Regions from separate parts of the Monodelphis domestica genome. Here region 2 is linked to region 1. Evidence: chromatin contacts called from public Hi-C data. All regions are on one chromosome and are shown on one strand. Each heading gives the region's core, a stretch centred on a gene start, on an enhancer-like site or on the middle of the called end of the contact. The rest is flanking DNA. Distances are from core to core; before and after follow the strand shown.

Region 1 (5,761 bases), core at 234-2,733:
GAAAGAAGGAAAAGATTTCATTGGGCAGAGTGATATGTGGAAAAAATGTTACAGGGATGGGGGACAGGACTGCTCAAAGGTGGGCTATGTCAAGGGGAGATTGGAGAATGCTCCTGTTTCCATTTGACCTAAAATTTGTCTCTGATCTTCATATTCAGATCCATAGCAGAACATGGAGTGTCTAAAGAGAAAAAGTATGAAAATTCAGTTGGAGTCAGACCACAGAAAGTTATGAATGACAGAATAAGGAGTTTGTGTTAGGTGCCAAAATCCACCAATGGTTTTTGAGTGGCAATGCTTGTGGATTAGGAAGGTTACTTTGCTATCATTGTGAAGGATGCATAGGTGGAAGAAGGGAGTAAAGTCAAGTTAGGAGGCTATTATAATAATCCAGGCAATAGATAATTAGGATTTGAACTAGACCAGAGGTGATAGATATTACAGACAGAATCAACAATTGACTGACTGAGAGATGTGGGGGAAAAAGAGTAAAAACTGGAGTTACCCAATCATTAAGCCCATATTTGCAGAGGATGATGTCAGTGGTGGAAAGAAGGAATTTAGATGAATGTGTGGGCTTGGGGAATACAAAGATTAGTCCAATTTTGGACACGTTGCGCTTGAGGTACTGGTGAGAAATCCAGATGGCATTGGGTAGCATCCAATTGGAAATCTGAGAATTAGTTGGTGATGAAGATTGAGATTTGGAAGTCATATGCATAGACGTGATTGTAGAAGCCCTGGGAATGCATGAGATCATTAAAGGGGAGAGAGTAGAGAAAGATCTGAGATCAGTCTTAGCTGAGAGCATAACTGGAGAGCAGAGCACCGCCATATACCATGGACAATTAGGGACCCAATACCAACCACAAAAGCAGAGACCCTTGTCTACTTTCAGGTTTTTGAGTTATGCAATCGGGAAATGGATATTCTGTTATTCTTCTCTCCCATATTAGAAACTTCTGTGCCTTTTTGTATGTCTGGTTCTGCTGCTTCTAAAATATCATCAGAGTCCAAAATAAGTGCTCCTGGGTGTCCTGTGACCAGCTTGGCTTCTTAGTATTTACTCTGTACGTTAAGGGAAGAACTTGTTGAAGACCTTGGTTTGTTTGTTGTTGTTGGGTTTTTTTTGAACTTTTTCTTTCTCAGCTGGATGGTAGGGCTTCTTTCAGCTTCTTGAGTAGGGAACTGCTCCAAGGGAAAGGCTGCAAAGATGGTGCTTCCTCTCATCCTCTTACCTAATCCCCCCCCCCCCCCCAAGATACAACACCTTCTTAGAGCTACAAGCGACTACTAAACATTAGAAAGCGAATGTTTCAGAAGTTTAAGTTCTGACCTTTGCGATTTTATGCCCGAGATGCCCTGGGTCTTGGGTTGGGGGGCTGCCACTGAGAAGGAGAAAAAAAAGGACTCAATACACCCAGGGGATGGACCCCTGGGAAAGGCACTAGGGGGAGTGCCTAGGACTGCATTCTGTACCGCTCGCTGTTCCCGGCTCCCTTACAAGAGATTCTGTGTGCGATGAGTTCAGAAGTGAGCCGGCAGGCGCAACCCATGCTGTGTGGAAAGGTGTGCTTGAAGCACTTCCCTGGTGAGCTGAAGCCATGGGGAGCTGGAGGAGGTGGCGGCATTTAACTAACAAATGCTGCAGAACTAAAGATAAGAGAAATAAACTCCCCTACTCATGCACTGCTGGGAGCACACAGACAACACAGCACGGTTTCCTTTCGTGGAACCGGCAGCAGGAGAGACAGCTGGTGTTTTCTCAGCTGTAGTTAGCATTACTCAGAAACCAAGTTGGTCGGTCACAGGACACCCAGGAAAAGCTCGGCTGCTCTGGTCCCACATTCCCCCTGAAACAGCCCCTTCCAAGCTCCTTCCTTCCTCGTGGGGTTCCCTGCTCTTAGGGCTTCCAGCCCCGTTCTTCTCCCGTTTATAGATGAAGCTATGAAGTGTCCCCAAATGGCTTCCATTGTAGTTTTTCAGATTCTCCCTCTTTATGGGAGGGAATCCCCAAGAACTGTGGAATTTCCTCTTGTTCTAAGAAATAATGTGGAAAATGAACTCTTTTGGACTTTACCGTTAACTGTTGATTCAGTAGGACTAGACTACTTGTAATGGGGACCAAAATATTACTCCAGTGAATAGAGTGCCAGGCTCAGCCGGGAAAATTGATCTTTGTGAGTTCAAATACAGCCTCAGACATTTACTAGCAGGGTGACCCTGGGCAAGCCACTTAGCTGTTTACTTCAGTTTCCTCATCTGTCAAATGAGCTGGACGAAGAATGACAAACCATCCCAGCTTTTTGCCAAGAGAATCTAAAATGAGGTTATGAAGAGATGAACACAACTGAAAGATGACTGAACAACAATTGAATTTGTGTCCAGTCTTTAGGAAATTCCATCTAGTCTGTGATGTGTGCTATTGAAAGTCTTGAAAGAGAGAAAGAGAGGAAGAGAGAAAGAAAGGAAGGAAGGAAGGAAGGAAGAAAAAGAAGGAAGGAAGAAAAAAGGAAGAAAGGAAGGAATAATGAAAGAAAAAAGAAAAACATAAAAAGAAGAAAGGATAGAAGGAAGAAAAAAGAAAGGAAGAAAGAAAAAAGAAAGGCAAGAAGGAAGGGAAGAAAAGAAAGTCTTCCTATTTACTTTTCATGTGATAATGTATTGTATATAAAGTGCTGCTATATGCATACCAGCTCTTAATATTATTACTACATGCTTTTTTTATGCCTCAAGTGTTTCTGCTGGCAAAGGCCAGGACCTAATTTAAAGACTAGAAATTTAGAAATCTGAAAAATTTAGCTTTGTAATATTTAATACTGTGTAGTTCTTTTTTTTTTTTTAAGCCTTACCTTCTATTGATTCTAAGGCAGAAGAGTGATATGGGCTAGGCAGTGGAGGCTAAGTGACTTGCCCAGGGTCATACATCTAGGAAGTGTCCGAGGTCTAATTGGAACCTAGGACCTCCCATCTCTAGGTCTGGCTCTCCATCCACTAAGCCACCCAGCAGTCCCTGTAATTCACCCTCCCCATAGATGTCTATTAGGGAAGATTTGATGAAAACCCCCACACTGTGAACTCTAGGGGCTTCCTATAACCTTAGGGCAGGGGTTCTTAACCTGGGGTCTGAGAACTTAGCTTTTTTTATTGTGAAAATTATATTTCAATATGATTATTTCCTTTGTAATGATAAATATTTTCTATTTTTAAAATATTATATTGAGAAGGGATTTCATCAGACTGCCAGAGGGATCCATGACTCCCAAATGGTGAAAACCCTGTGTTTAAGGTCAAATAGAAACTTCCCTGGTAAAGCTCCAAGCTACTCTGTTGGGTCTAGAATCCATAATTTTTGCTCTCTCCCACACACACTGCAGTCCAGTCAAACTGGCCTTCTTGCTATTCCTCACACAAAACCCAGCCTCTCCCTCCGGATGGAGTGAAAGCATTCCTTCCTCACCTTGGCTTCCTAGAATTCCCAGTTTCCCCCAAAGCTCAGGTCCAGTGCCAGCTCCAATAGGAAGCAGTTTGGCAAAAAAAAAAAAAAGGATCGATATCACTATATCCTTTGCCAATGGCCTCATTTGCATGGTAAATCATAGAGGAAAGGACCATGGGAATCTGGACTCTCACCTAGGCATAAAAGGAGAGCCAGTAATCCCAGTAGAGGGAGGTATTGAAAAAGAACTGGAGATGCTCATTTGAGGCAGTGGCCTCAGGCACCTCTGATTTCCCTTTGTTCTTCCCCCAGCAGGTTTAAAAGAAACCCCATTCCCCCAGGGGCAAAGCAAGGGAACTGACTAAAGAGAAAGCCACACCTGAAGGTAGGAGTTGGAATGAGGGGTGCTAGCCACACCGGGGTAAGGGCCACCCAAGAGGGAGTAACTAGGTCACCTGTTAACCACCTTTTCACCAGACACTGCTAGAAGTTTTTTTTTTGTTGTTCTGTTGTTTGTTGTTGTTCTGTTGGGTTCGACATTTTTGGGTGCAAAGATGCTGGAGTGGTTTACCATTTCCTTCTGTAGCTCATTTTATTGATGAAGAAACTGGGATAAACAGGATTAAATGATTTGGCCAAGGTCTTACAGCTAGGAAGTGTCAGAGGCTGGATTTGAACCTAGGAAGATGAATCTTTCTGACTCCAAGCCCAGTTCTATTCACTGCACATACTAGATGCCCTACTGGGAGCATGCAAATCCTACTACAAAAAATAGATTTGTTATCTCCTCCAATTGAATAGAAACTCTTTGAGGGCAGGCACTGTTTTTTTTTTTTTTTAACCCCAGGGCCTGGCACACAGTAGGCTTACTGATATGTCTAAAGTGGAACTCATCATCTTTTTTTCCCCAACTGTCTGAATTAGTGGTTCTTAAATTTTTGTTTTGAAGATCCCTTTACACTTAACAAATTATTGAGACCTGCCCATGGGCTTTTGTTTGTACTCATCACATTTGAAATAGAAATTATTATTTATTACTATTATTATGAAAATAACTTCGATCTCATGGACCTCAAGTAAGGGTCCTGAGACCATGATTTCTGCCCTAAACTATCCTGTTTCTGTTGAGGGCATTACCAGACTTATAAATTGAGTCATTCTCTACTCTTCTCTGTCCCTTGTGCCCAATATTAACTAAGTCTTTGGATTCCTTACCCATAGAGACTTTCAAATCCATCTCTCTCTCTTTCTCTATTCAAACAATGTTCTAGTTTAAGTTCTTGTCACCCCTCACCTGACCTACTTTGTCTCTTAATTTTATTCTTTGCCTCCAGTATCTCCTCTTTGCAATCCACCTCCCATATGTTTTCTTCTGGCATAGATCTGATCGTGCCACTTTTCTATACAAAAGTCTTTAGGGGTTGGTTCTCTACTGCATTTAGATTAAAATCCTAATTGGTAATTCTGTCCTTACTCCGTTTGGCTCCATCCTACCTTTCTAGCTTTCAGTTACATTATTCCCCTTCTTAGATAAATTAAAAGACAGAAAAAAATCAATGCTGGAGGAGCTGTGGGAAGATGGGTACACTAAATCGCTATGTGTGGAGCTATAAATTAGTCTAACTATTATGAAAAACAATGTGCAATTATGTAAGAAAAAGATGTAGAATCTTATGAGAAAAGTCACTTGATGCTCATATCCTTCAACCTAGTGATCTCATTCACTTATTGCAAGAACGTCAAAGACCTTAATGCAAATAAAATACTAATAACATTTTTGGTAATAGTTAAACCCCAGAAATAATGTGGGTTCCTACCAATTTAGAAATGACTGAATGAGTGTAAGGGGTTACACTACTGTGATAATAAACAATGAATATGAGAGTTCAGAGAAGCCTTCAGAGGCTTAAAAAAACTAATTCATGGGGAAGCAGAGGAGAACAGTATACACAATGATTATAATAATGTCAATAAAGACTGGGGCATCTAAGTGGTAGAGTAGAGTGCCCTGTTTGGAGTCAGGAATTTTCATTTTCCTGAGTTAATATCTGGCCTCAGACATTTATTAATTGTGAGACCCTGGGCAAGTCACTTAACTCTGTTTGCATTCATTTCTTCATCTGTAAAATGAGCTGGAGAAGGAAATGGTAAACTACTCCAGTATCTTTGCCTAGAAAGCCTCAAATGGAGTCATGAAAAATCGGACATGAATGAAAAATAATCAAACAACAATGACAAATGAAGACAACAACACATATCGCTACACTCTGGTTTTATCTATATTCCAAGGCTCCTAAGCATTCAAAAATACTATTATGCCAT
Region 2 (5,246 bases), core at 1,565-4,064, 490 kb after region 1:
TAACTTTGGAAATATTGAATATAATATGTTAATTATTTTATTGAATTATTTTAACCCCATAAAAACTTTAAAATAGATGTCTTCCTGTCTGGTGTGTCATATTCCTTACCTTCTCGAATGGCTGTGAAGGGTACCCCTTCCTCAGTATTCATGCTGATGACTTTTAAAGCCACGAGTTGACCATTTATCCTGCAACAGTGGGAAGGAGAGGGACATGCTTATTTCAGAAGATCATCATCAGTTCCTTATATGAAAAAAAAAGTTTATTCCCAAACTTCAGACTTGACCCTAGATGTGGTTTCCAGTTTGGAAGTTCTGTGGTTCTGATAAATTTTCCTCTTTTACATCTATGCAATATAATTAAATCTAGATGTCTCTGAAATTACTGTTTCATAAAAGTGCATAACTAACTTAAAGACTAAATAAAAAGCAATGTGACATCTAGCAATATATATTTTTACATTAAAAGAATTTTTCCTTATTTTAAAGGGGTTTTTAACTTTCTGGGGGAAGGCATCAACAAATCATTTTGAATTTAATATCTCATGGCTTTTTAGACAAACACATAACAAAGTATCATAAAAAACATCATCTAGTTCCTATGTAGATAGAATTATACTTTATAGTCTTTTTGTAGAAGCACTGTGCATTGAAATATACTTAGATTATACCTATGTATACAAAGTGGAACAAATGAAGCATTTATGTAAAGAATGCGATCAAGGGTGTCTATTATTGTGACTAGGGGATGGAGATTTAAGAGCCCTGGATTTGTAGTCAGAGGACCTGTGTGATGTTGACCAAATCAAGATTTATCTCTCTGAGTCTCGATTTCCTGATTTATAAAACTAGACAAGATGAATGACTCCTTAGGGCCCTTCCAGATTGAAGTCTCTGGTTCTCTGATTCTATGTCTTTTTGCCAATATCAACTCACATTCATGCCCAGAAATGGGGAGCCAAGATCCCAGTGCCAGCCAGAGGAAACCTACATTCTATGCAACTTCCCTCCAATAAGACTTCTTTTTTTTTGCCAAGGGAAACCCAGGCATGTCTTTCTGGGTTGCTATGGATGGAGGGGGATATAGCACTGATTTCTTTTTCTGTGACATACTACTCTTCATTCTGAAAAGGATTTGAGGACTTGGGACAAGAATTCTTTAACCGATAAACAGGAGCCTCTTAAGCACAGCATCCTGATCAGACTCTAAAATAAAGTGAGCTTCTTGAGCTGCTCTTGGCTTACTTTGCTGCTGTACCCTGCTTCATAAATATGGACAGTAGTCACTCACCGGCTGATCCCCTTGTAGACTGTGGCATAAGTGCCTTCACCTAATTTTTCCAAATTCAGGTATGATGAGGCAGCTCCAAAAGGAAGGCTCTTCCTCTGTTTTGAACAAGGAAGGGAAGGAAAGACAATTAATTCTGACATTTTCCCAGAGAAATTAGATAGCAATTGCCCACCTGAGCTTTTATTGCCCAATAATCATCCTGTAAGAAATGGTCAGCATCCCTAAACAAAACTACACTAAATTTACTGTGATGGACTCAAGTGCTCACTCACCCATGGAAAACTTTGTTCAAGGTCCTTTTCTTGGAAAGAATCACTGTTGCTCCTTGGCCTTTTACTCCTCAATTTCCGGGCCTGGGATGCATGTGATTCCTTGGGGTACAGTGATGTCATGGAGCGTGATGCTCTTCTCAGTTCTGTTAGCTGAAAGGAACATACAAAAAGGAGAATGCAAGGCAAGAATCCAAAGGTTATGACTTTTTCCTTCTTTTTGCTTGCCTGACTTTTCACTTCAAGTGGCTAAGAAAATCTCCTCAAAGCTTAATCTCTCCTGACAGCCAGATACCTAAAAGCCTATGATGGCAGCTGCCAAAACACCAAAGCTTTTATTTAAGGAACAGCCTTCATTTAAAAACTACAACCTTGGCACTTAAGGTCATCTCAGGCACGATGATGGATGCCTTCCCTATTTCACTCTCACCTTCCCCAAACTGGCCAGTCATGGCTCCTCAATTTTTCTAAACTCCGGCTCCCCCCCAGAGAATGAATAACCCATATTTCTCCTTCTTCCAAGGTTCTCTCAAATTCTAATTCACAACTCTGTGCAGTTTGCTACAGTAATCCATTCATTCAGAGAGTTAAAGAGAGGAAGAAGTCTTCCCTATAATTCATATCGAAAGAGCTCAGCACAACCCCCTTCCCGACTCCTGCCAAAAGCATGGGATTAGTACCTTGCTCATTTTACAAAAACATACTCCAGCCTTATTAAAACAAAACAAAATAAAACAAAACAACCCACAGCCACAAATCTTCTCTTTCCCTTTAGACCTACCGCAGAAAATTCAGTTTCATCCTCAGCGTGTAAAACTGATGGCTGTTCATTTTGTCAATTGGTTGGGGGGGGGCGGAGGGGGGGGGAGAGATGTTGTTTTTGTTTTTTGAGAAAGATGCTACTGGCTGGGAGAACAAATACCTCTACTGCAGAATCCACTGCCCCAGGCTGACTCCTTGGGCAGCTGCGGGCATCTCCTCCCTCTGGCCGATAACAGCTGCATCCTGGCTGGAGAGCATTTGAGCACAGCTCTTGACCCATAATCACCGAGGTGAGGGGGGTGGTGGTGGGAAATAGCCTGCTAATTCTTCCCTTCTTCCTCTCTGCTCCTTGCTCACTCCCCTTTGTCAGAGGTCAGTAATGCTAGAGTTTTCATATGACTCACATGAGGTCTCTGCCTGAAGCAGCCTCATGACTTCAGCAGTTTCTCTCCATTAGCGCCAGGAGCCATCTCTCCCAAAGGCTGCTCTAGGCTTCCATGCATGCTTCTCTGAAAACAACATTGATGCATTAGGATAATTAAACACTTTGAGAGAATCTGCCCACATTTCCCAGAAGCCAGCGCCCTTGCTCCACGTGGACTCTTTGCTTTAATGTATACCCTCCTATTAATTATCATAACATGTATTCACGTTATTTATTCGTCCTTACCAAGTGATCATTGGCACATTCCTTTGGTCTCTTTGGAGACTTGATTTCCACACTTTTTAAAAAATATATTTTTTTTATTTCTACTTTTAAAAAATAAATTTTATTTCATTGATTAATTTAGAGCATTTTTCCAGGATTACAAAAATCATGTTCTTTCCCTTCCCTCCCCTAACTCCCTCCCATATCCCATGCACAATTCCACTGCCTTTTACATGTGTCTGTGGTCAAGATCTATTTCCATTTTATTTATGTTGGCTCTAGGATTGATCGTTTAGAGTCTACATCCCCAATCATATCCCCATCAACCCATGTGATCAAGCAGTTGTTTTTCTTCTGCATTTCTGCTCCCACAGTTCTTTCTCTGGATGTGGATAGTGTTCTCTTTCTCATAAATCCTTCAGAATTTTTTTTGGATCATTGCATTGCTGCTAGTAGAGAAGTCCATTACCTTCTATTGTACCACAGTGTATCAGTCTCTGTGTACAATGTTACTTTTTTTTTTTAAGTTTTAAGGACTTCCTAACTTCTCTCTACCTTTTGAAATCTTTCTCTTCCTTCAATGTCTAGCTCACACAGTCAGAAACCACCTCTTCCAAGCCCTTCCCAGGTCTTCCCGGTGCCTCTATCCAGCTTAAAGTAATTATAGTATTCCCCACTCAAATATTCCTAGAAGATCTCTGATCTCTCCTTTGGTATTATAACACTCTACCTGGTATTCCTACCCCACTCTCATTTGACTGCCAGCCCCTTGAGGGTAGGGATTTTAATTTTTTTTTCACCTCTGAATCCCCAGCATCTGGTACATAGTAGGCACAAATGTTGATGGAATAGAATGATAACAAATCAAAATAGGTCAGAGGAACTGAAGAATGATGAAGCAGGAATAAGCAGATGGTCCTAGTTTTAGAGCTAGATGAGATTATAAAGGGCCAGCCCCCTCATTTTACAATGAATAAACTATAGTTTAGAAAGGTTAAAAGACTTGCCTGGTGTCACATGGCTAATAAATATTTGAAGTGAAAAATGAGAACAGGTTTTTGTGATCACGATTTCAGCTCCTCTATCCTCTAGCAGTGATATCAGATTCAAAGAGAGATGGATCCTTGCTGGCAACAGATAGAAAACCATAAATAATACTATTTATGTTGTGTTGTATTTTTATTTATTTTCTTAAACATTTCCTAATTCCATTTTATTTGCTTTTTATTTTTTCTGGGTTATATATGTATTATTAAGCAAAACATTTCCATATTATTCTTTTTTGTAAGTGAATAATCATATTAAACCAAAACCTCAAATCATATATCCAAATAAACAAGAGATAAATCATATGTTTTCATCTGCATTCCTACTCCAACAGTTCTTTCTCTGGAGGTGGATAACATCCTTTGTCATAAGTCCCTTAGACCCAATTACATTTTATAATCTGGTTCTGTCCTGTACTTGAGAGTGTTGCATGCATGAGTTTGGCATCTGCTCTCCCCTTCTGGTGTTCGCCATTCACCTCCCCCGGGGAGCCCTTGAGTGGTCCTCAATTTAGTTCTTTGCAAGTCTAAATATTCTATGATGAAAAACTATATAATTACCTAAAAAATAGTCATTGCAAGCATTTGTGTAGTACTTTAAGAGTTTTTTGTTGTTGTTTAGTTGTGTCTGACCCATTTGGAGCTTTCTTGGCAAAGATACTAGAGTGGTTGGTCATTTCTTTCTCCCACTCATATTTCAGATGAAGAAACTGAGGCAAACCGGGTTAAGTGACTTGCCCAGGGTCACACAGTGACCTGTCTGAGGGTAGATTTGAACTCAGGAATATGAGTCTTCCTGACTCCAGTATCCACTGTGCCAACCTAGCTTCCCCCTTTAAGAATTATAAAGCACTTTATACATGTCTCATTTGGTCCTCACCCAAACTCTGTAATGTGGGTGCTTTTATTATTATCCTTCTTTTGCCAAAGAGGAAACAGAGAATGAATTTAAATGACTTGTCCAGAGTCATATATAGTTGGTAAATGTTTGAAGAAGGGTTTGGATTTGAACTCAGATGCTCCTTCTCAGTATTTACTGTACATAAATTATTTTATCATGAATATTTTAAGTATTAGAATTATTTTAAACTGTGTTTGAAATAGGTTTAAAAATATGGTGTGTGAAGTAGGAGATATGAAATCTATTTAATTCCATTCAAAAACAACAGAGTACAATTCCTAAACTAGCTCCTTCTTCCTGCAGGTTCTACTTCAATTTTGCTTTGCTA

The links. Hi-C and Micro-C count contacts between places; a contact is called where the count stands out from the background.
Region 2: a Hi-C map of limb shows a contact between it and region 1, with 15 times the contacts expected there. The contact joins the promoter of CDK15 here to the enhancer-like site in region 1. A contact is called at or near these places in 2 of 2 Hi-C or Micro-C datasets (limb and spleen and liver).

Annotation. Positions count from the first base shown.
Region 1 is chr8:91,166,363-91,172,123 of mMonDom1.pri, forward strand. It overlaps KIAA2012 (KIAA2012 ortholog), which reads right to left. Exons shown (of 24, transcript XM_056808245.1): 16 at 3,461-3,513. Among named protein-coding and RNA genes, the nearest start is that of SUMO1, 120 kb to the left of the region's middle. Within about 2 kb of position 1,484, at least 1 of the 2 cell types and tissues checked has open chromatin away from gene starts, as enhancers often do. A contact at or near this core is called in limb, where this site is marked.
Region 2 is chr8:91,651,836-91,657,081 of mMonDom1.pri, forward strand. It overlaps CDK15 (cyclin dependent kinase 15), which reads right to left and starts at 2,815. Exons shown (of 14, transcript XM_001372238.4): 1 at 2,483-2,815; 2 at 1,564-1,713; 3 at 1,292-1,386; 4 at 110-189. The coding sequence starts at 2,602.